Linked DNA regions of Sus scrofa: region 1 is linked to region 2. Evidence: chromatin contacts called from public HiChIP or PLAC-seq data. All regions are on one chromosome and are shown on one strand. The core of a region is the stretch at or near the end of the contact, and the rest is flanking DNA. Distances in the headings are between cores, read along the strand shown.

Evidence for each region. HiChIP or PLAC-seq counts read pairs in DNA pulled down with a chosen protein or histone mark.
Region 1: an H3K27ac HiChIP or PLAC-seq map of alveolar macrophages shows a contact between it and region 2. The contact joins the promoter of GDAP2 here to the promoter of ZNF697 in region 2. A contact is called at or near these places in 1 of 5 promoter capture datasets (liver) and 2 of 2 datasets of contacts at active chromatin or transcription factors (alveolar macrophages and skeletal muscle).

Annotation. Positions count from the first base shown.
Region 1 is chr4:102,876,926-102,880,877 of Sscrofa11.1, forward strand. GDAP2 (ganglioside-induced differentiation-associated protein 2) reads left to right here and starts at 1,818. Exons shown (of 14, transcript XM_021090826.1): 1 at 1,818-1,964. It overlaps WDR3 (WD repeat-containing protein 3), which reads right to left and starts at 1,711. Exons shown (of 27, transcript XM_021089970.1): 1 at 1,632-1,711.
Region 2 is chr4:101,518,486-101,522,548 of Sscrofa11.1, forward strand. It overlaps ZNF697 (zinc finger protein 697), which reads left to right and starts at 1,767. Exons shown (of 3, transcript XM_013988104.2): 1 at 1,767-3,425.

The DNA of each region.
Region 1 (3,952 bases), core at 568-3,067, 1.4 Mb after region 2:
TAGTTCGCATCTAACCCGGCCATTGGATCAATTCGTTTCCATTTCCTCTTACTCCTCCAGCCCTATAACTGGTTTCCATGGAGTCTTTGGCTACTTACCACAGTATTTTCCTTGGAGATTAGGCCCAGGGACTCCACATCTCTATTCAGTCCTCCCCACATGTGTGAATACTAATTATCAATTTCAAGAATTTATGAAGACATCCTCATCCAAATATCTTGCAATATCACTCTTAAACATGTATAAAGTCATGCCCAACCTGCTTCCTGAACCCTACTCATTTTTTTCTGACACTAAGACACACAGCTCTCCAACCTATTGGGATCACAGCCTTGTCATAATTTTTGGCTAATTAATATTATTTAAGCAGCCAACGCTTAAAGAGTGCTTACTATATGCTACCTAATACATTAAATGTATATAACTGAGTAAACACATAGTTCATTACATATAGTAATTAAGTTAATTAAGCGAGTTAATATATGTAAACCACTTTAAAAAAGCATCTAGCATACTGTAAGAGTATAAAAAAAAATTCACAATAACCTTGCAAGATAGGTGCGTTACTACCTGCATTTTACAGATTAGGAAACAAGGCACATAGAATGAAACAGCTAGCCCAAAGTCATTCAGCTGGTTTTAAGTGCCAAAGCCAGATTACAATCCCGTCAAACTCCAAATTTTCTTCTTTAAACCACTAAACTACTTCTCTTACCCTCTGTCCTGTCTGAAGTAGGATTCTTTTCCCTCTTTCCACAACTTTCTGTTCCAGTGGCTTAATCACTGGGTTCCTGCACCAATTTTCTATGCAGCACCACCGCCTCCAGGTTTTTCATTTAAAAGTCGTAATACGACCTAATTTTATCAGATGCACTATCCCAAAGCCCTTGAAAAAGCGAAACTGTTTTCAGTTCCCCCAAACTCAACCCATTTATCCCTCTTTATTTCTCACATAACCTTTCTCCTGTCAGGCTAGTTGGTTACCCTCCTTGTGCTGTGCCTTGCCTTCATGATATTCCTCTCCTATCTACCTATTTTAATTAGTGTTATCCTCTGAGGCCCACTTCCCTCGGGACTAGTCTAATTCCTGAAGCTTTTCCAATGCTTCAGTACTTCAATGATCTTCCATATAACTTGGAACTGGTCACTTGTATCTAACGTGCACAGATCTCGACGCTTTTTGGATAGCGCTCACGAGATAACGCTACTCTGAGCCCCTAACATCCATGCTTCCTAACCCACAGCCCCCCAAAACATGCTTCTATGATGCGCTGCAAGGCTGGGCCGCGGTAACAAACCTGTCAGACGCCCCTAAACCACGACTTCAGTCAGGAGAGAGTGAGGTGGGGATTCCTCACACCCACCACGCTGCGGGAGCATCCTCTGGCGAGCATTGCAAGCCCCGGGTCAGCCAGCTCGACACCGCACGCGCCAGCCTCAGGCTCCGCAGACGGCCCCCCGGGACAGCAGTGAAGCGCTCGCAGTAGCTCAGGTTCCCCTCCACCCTAGCTACGGGCCCCCAAATTCCCCTGGCTTGTCTGCTACTGGCACCACGAAGGCCTCAGTCAGGACCAAACAAACCAAAGGAGCGGAGCAAAGACGATCTGCCACCGCGAGACCACTGCACGCACCTGGGCCTCCACGAGGTTCTGGGCTGATTGGACCCGCCCACTGGGCCCACCCCTTCCGGGTCCGCTCCAGGTCCCTCTTCCGCCCAACGTTCCTTTTGCCTTCGAGGGGAAATGACGTCAGAGCAAGGCTCTGATTGGCGGATGCCTGCCGGGAGCGGAAGCCCGTGTTTTGCAGCCCCGGGCTCCCGCGACTGCTCCTTCCAGCCTCTTGGGACTCGGCTCGCGTTTACCACTGAGCTGCTGGCACAGGTTGTCAGGCGATGCGACTCGGCTGCTTTCCACGAGGAACTTAACCCGTCGCACCTGCCGCCCGGATGGGACCGCCAGAGAGCTGTGAGAGGCGGGACGGAGGCTGGAAGGGAGGGCGGGGCAGAGCGGGCCGGGGGAGCGGCGGGAGGCGCACGGACTCGGCCCAGGTTAGGGGTGCGGACCGAGAGGGTTGGTTCTCCTCATTCTTTGCAAAAATGCACCTGCCGTTTCTTTCCCCGCTGTTGGTCAGGTTCCTCTGGTCCGAGGGGCTGTCGGGGACGAGTTACCCACCAGAGGATATACAGTAGGTAGACCCGGGCATTAGGACAGTGGTGCTGGAGTCACTGGGGAGGCGCGCACCTTGGAGTGCAGGTGAATTAGGGCGGCCGGGAGCCCTGGAGTTATATAACCCCAGAGTCGAATTTTTGGGGTCGCCTGTGTGGACTGGGCGTTCCACCGACCGAGAGCAGCTAGAATCAGAGCTGGGTAGGCAATGAGCCCAGGATGCTGAGTTGTCTGGATCCCTGCAGTCCCTGGAGTGACATTGGTCTGGCTTTCAGTTTCCGCTCCTTGGCCGCTTGAGGGGGAAGTGACCGGAGCTGACTCCTCCTTGCTTGGTAATGGTAATTGAGGCTTTAAGTGCTCTGTCACCAAGTGGGCTTTTTTCTCTTTTGCAGTTTCTGTCCGATCTTATTCTTGAACTGCATAGAAGTGTTCACAAAGGAGTTCTGATGTCTGTAGCTGTGAAAAATTAAAGCTAACATATAACAGTATAGAAGAAATAAGCCTCTGCCTTCACTTATTGTATGATAGCTGCAGCCAGCCCTGAAATAAGACTTCTATCTATAGTATCCGATTTTCTTTAAGCGTTGAGTTTTTAAGACATGTTCAGCTAGTCTTCTATATTCAAGAAAATTGCAATTGTAAAGAATGTATATGATCAGATGAAAGTAATTGTAACTGTTTAGGTATTTGAAAAAAGATTACTGCGGGTTGGATGAATGGTTAAGGGAGGAAATTGTGACAACAGACTATTATTTCAGTAAGTTTGGTGGTGGAAAGGAGAACTTAGGTGAGCGTGTCTGGTTAATATCTCATAGTTAATGTGAATTGTATTATATAGATGAAAAATGCGTATATATGAGAAAAACTTTGCTTCGGTAGAAAACTTTATAGTCTAGATTCCATCTTGAAGACACCCCTTGAATTACTGATTTAAGAAAGCTATTTAAATACTGTCAGTACTAAAACAATTTTTTCTATAGACACAAAAATTCTGTCCCCTTAGAGGCTCAGTGGAAGTTTTGTCATGAGTGCATTCATTTCAGTATTCTTGGCCGATTAATGTGTCTGATTATGTAATTCCCTTTTTCTACTCTCTGGTTTCTTTGTGAGTTAAATAAAATTTTGAACCATATTCTTTTTGCATTTTAAGTCATGGTTTTACCTTTCAAAAAAATTAACATTATTAAATAATATGGCAGTATAGCAGAAATTGACAGAACATTGTAAATAAACTATATTAAAAATCTTTAAAAAATAAATATTATGGAAAGGAACAACCACAAAGGGAAAAAATAATTTTATAAAAATTGCTATAAGAGGAACTGTGAGTGCTAAGATAATGCATCTTATAAATTCCCAATACACTGTTTCAAGAGCATAACCCTAGTTTCTTGTTTCAAAATTGCTTAATGTATTAATATTATCAAAACATGGTAAAGTTCTTTTATATGAGGTGGTATTATCAACTCACCGTTAGAGCATGTGCTTTGGATGTTTTTGAATGACGGTGTTAAATTTGACCTAGTCCATTAACACAGAACTCTTTTCTTGATATGTTGACATGTTTGACTGCTTCAGTTTGTTTTTCCATTTAAGTAACTTGCTTAAAAAAAGGTCATTCTTTCTATTTGCATAGGATGATTCTTAAATATAATACGTCTGGCATTGGGATACAGATATTGTATCCAGAAGTTTTAGATATTGACAAAGACATAGAGTGGTAAACCTATAATTTATGCAAAAACAATGAGATAGAGCTTGTAATTAATGGAGGTTAAAAGTGTGGA
Region 2 (4,063 bases), core at 517-3,016:
TACTAGTCAGGTTCATTACTTCTGAGCCACAATGGGAACACTTCACTCAGTTTTTTGATCACCACAAGTGTTTTCCAATTCTATAGCCTGGTACAGAGGGATCCTTTCTGCTCTCACCCTTCCTCAGCTTAGCCAATCGTACATCTAAGGATCTGCACTGCAATACCCCATGGCCAGCCACATAGAGCTCTCTTGGCTGCAAGAGATAGAACTTAACTCAAAATAATTTAAGCTCAAAGGGAATGTTTTGGCTCATGTAACCATACAACTAAAAAGTCTAGGGGTATCTTGGCCTTTGGGCAAGATCAACAATAGTGTAAGGATTTGCTTGTGATTGTGTCTCTCTCTCTCTCTCTCTCTCACACACACACACACACACAGGCAGGTGTTGATCTTGTACCCACCACAATCTGCCACTCCCTAAACCACAAAGACTAAGTGTTGGGAAGGGAGTTATTTTCCCAAAGATGCTAAGAGGTGAGATGGATGCTTGTGGGGCTAAGAAAACCCCACTTTGTACTTGAAAGCTTAAAAAAGTAGGCAAAGCTATCCAGGCTCCCTTCCTGCTTTGAAAGGTGAGGATGAGAACAGTCATCTATTCTACCTCAAAGTGAAGTTGGGAAAAAAAAAAAAGGGCAAGGGTAAAATATTTGCTTACTTTATTAACATAATAAAACCCAAACCCACAATCTTAAAAGTTTAGACGTTTCTGAAGTTGTTGTGTGCTTTTGGAACCTGTCGTCAAGTTGGAAAACTTGACATCCATCCTCTAACAGCCCGGGAGGCTCCTCTCCCTCCTTTTATCCGCTAGTCTATTACCTTCCCCTGAGGCCGGGGAGGGCGGGAGAGGGCCCATGACCAGGGAGAAAGGAATGTCATTTCTGTCTGGTCTCAGACTCTGCATATCTTTGCTGGGAATGTGCCATTTATTAATTTCAGCCTCCACATCTTCAGCAATGATCTGTAACAGGAATTAGTTAATTCAACAAATATTTGTTGAATGCCTAGTCCTTTATCCTTTCTCTCTCCTCTGTCTTCACCCTAGATCTGCCTCTCTCCTAAATCTGTCTCAGCAGCATTTAAACATCCCCAAGGAGCTCTCATCTTAAAAAAAAAACAAATAAAGCCCCCACCGACAGAGAATTCTCCTTAGACCCCACTTCCTTCCCAGCTACCCCACCCCTCACAACCAAATTTCACACACTGTGTCCCTAATGTATTATCTGCATTTTCTTATCTCCAGTTCCCTCCTCTAGCCACTCGGTCCAAGTTCTGCTCTCACTGGCACAAAAAAAAGTTTATGGAAAGAGCACCACATTCTGGGAACACAGACCTCTGCATATGACTTTGTTAAATACTGTGTGGTAACTGTGTGAGGCTCATTGGAGTCTGACCTTCTTGGGGGTAAAACGTAGCTTATAGTTACTCAGGAGGTATCTTACTTTTCAATGTCCACTCCAGGCATAGTGACTACCATGTAGTAAGTGTTAAATAAATCTTTGTTAAAGTAACGAATTAACGTGGTTTGGCAAAATAAAAGGAGGGGCAGGTTTGGTAAGGGATGGAGGTAGTGAATGAAGTTTTAGATGTCCCGAGCTGAAGATAAAAATGGAGGAGGAGGAGGAGAGGGTACCCTGTTAGAAGCAAAGCAGAAAATAGCTTCAGCCAGGGCATAGTAAACAAAATTAAATGCTACGGGTAAGCACATCTTTTTTTTTTTTTTTTTTTTTTTTTTTTTCTTTTCCCCAAGCAAAACCCTAAGGAAGGTCACTAGATTTGCCAAACAACCATTATCCATTATCTTTTGGAGGGGCACACTTTCACTGGAATGTTGCCGGATTGCAAACCATTACGGAGTAGTCATTGGCAGGGTCTGGAAAAGTGAGGATCACAGCCCAATTCCTTTAGGTAGAGGGTCAACAGAGTGACATGCCACAGGAACCTCTGGGAGGGAGCTGATCCGATCTGCCTGCTCCTCATCAATCCTACCGCTTACATTAATCCAGCCCATTTTAGGTCCGTGGTTAAGGAGCGCCAAAGAAAGAGAACTACAGCAGAAACGGACAGTGGATATGCTTTTCTTAAATGTAACCGAAACCCTCCCTCAGCCAAATGTTCTGATCCATGTGCCTTTGAAATGTGAGAGGCCAAATGGATATGATAGGTAATTATGACCTTCTCCCTGAGGACTTTTCAAACACATTTTAGAGCATCCTAGAATTCTTCCTTTCCTTTTTCCATTCCCTAGTCTTCGATCGCTCTCCTTGTGAGAGAACACAGCTTTTAGGCATTTAGCCTCGATGTGGCCCTTTCTTGATTTTCCCACGAGCGTCCTGGGAATTGGACAGGAATCTGTGGACCATGTACAGACTTGATAGTCTGGAAGCCCAGTTCCTTTCTTGCGTCCAATGGGCTCCTTCCCTCACCACACCCCCTAACCCCACCACGCGCTCACTATACAGCGGCCATCACATCTGTTTTGTAGAACCGAGGAAACTGAATCCTAAAGGTGAAAGGGGAAGATAAGCACAAAGTCCAGCACGTTCCTCACTCAGCAGCCCAGGGGTTTTTACATGTCCTATAGTTAATTCGCGTTAATTTGTTCTCAATCTCTTAGTTTAATTACTTTTCTTGAAAAGATGCCTGGGACAAGGCCAACTTCGGAGGATGGAATGTCCCCAAGTCAGGATCTGGAAACAATCAGCTCTTTTGGTTTTAAGGCTAGAGCGCCAAGATCTTATGGAACCTGAATTCCTGGTGAGCAGTCAAGTTCTTTCATCCGCCCCCAGCAGGATTCCGGTGGCTCAAAACAGAAAAAGAAAAAAGAAAAAAAAATCTATTAAAAACAAAAAACAAAACAAAACAACAAAACCCGAGTCAAGCCAAAGCGAAGCCACCCCCAACTTCCTCATTTCTAAAGGAAAGCCCTGGTCCACCGCAGTCCTCCCGCACACTGCGACAGCTCAGAGGCAGCACCGCAGTTAGGGACCCCGGGCGCAGGACTAGCGCCCTCGGGAGCTACTGGCTGGGCGCGCGCCGCGGGGCGGGGCCCAGGGCGCGATCCACCCGCTGCTCGGTTCCCCCGAGCGCTTAGGAAAGGAGCGAGCGCCTCTCTTCCAGGCCCGGGGTCCTAGTCCGGCCGGAGGAACCTCCAGGGCGCCCGCTGCTGTGGTGGCAGGAAGTCTCCGGGAACTACAAATCGAGGCATGCTGGGAACATTCCCCTGCTCCTCCCAGGAAATGTCCTTTGTCCAGCCCTACAGGAAGCCCCAGTGAGGAGCCAGCCGGGCAAGCAGCCAGTCTGCCTGCCAGCCAGCGGCCGCTGCAGCTGCCGCCGCCGCCGCACAAGGGCAGACGCGCCGCGGCGCGGGGCTCGGGCCGGGGCGCGCGGTGCCCTAGCTCCTGGCCGCGCCCGCCGCCGCGCAGGTAGGAGCGTGGCTGCCGCTGGGCTCCCCCGCCGCCTGGGGATCCGGCTGATAGGGACCCGACCGGAACATTGCGGGGATGGGGTGTGCGCCCATGATCGGGTGGCGGAACCGCTGGGCGAACTTGTGCCTCGTAGACTGGACCGTTGTCCGCTTCCCCGGGGCGCAGGGACTCCGGGCGCAGGGGGCTGCTTTTGCGGCCCCCGAGACCGGACAGAGCTCCCTCCGGGGTCTGTGCCGAGGGGTGGGTAGGAAGCGGCTGAGAAGCGAGGGAAGAGGCAGCTCTGCGAGAGGCAGTCGGACCGTCCCGCCGACCACCGAAGGGGGCATCCGAGACCCTCGGAAAAACGTAGCCCAGGGAGGAGCTTGGGAGGCTAGAAGAAGGTGAAGGGCTTTGTGTGCAGCTGCGGACGGGGACCGACTGCGCTCCCTCCCCTCGCCTTCTCTCCGTGCCCGCAGCCCCGGTTGGGGCTGGGAGATTCCGAGGAGGACCAGCGGCTCATCTTGAGTCCTGGTGAAATGTTTTCTCCCTTTTCCTCTCCGCTCCATTCTAGGTTGACTTAAAGCAGCGGCTTGGGCTGCCATAGACTGGGCAAATGGCACAATAAGGATGGGTGGGTGGGGAGATGGGTAGCAGCT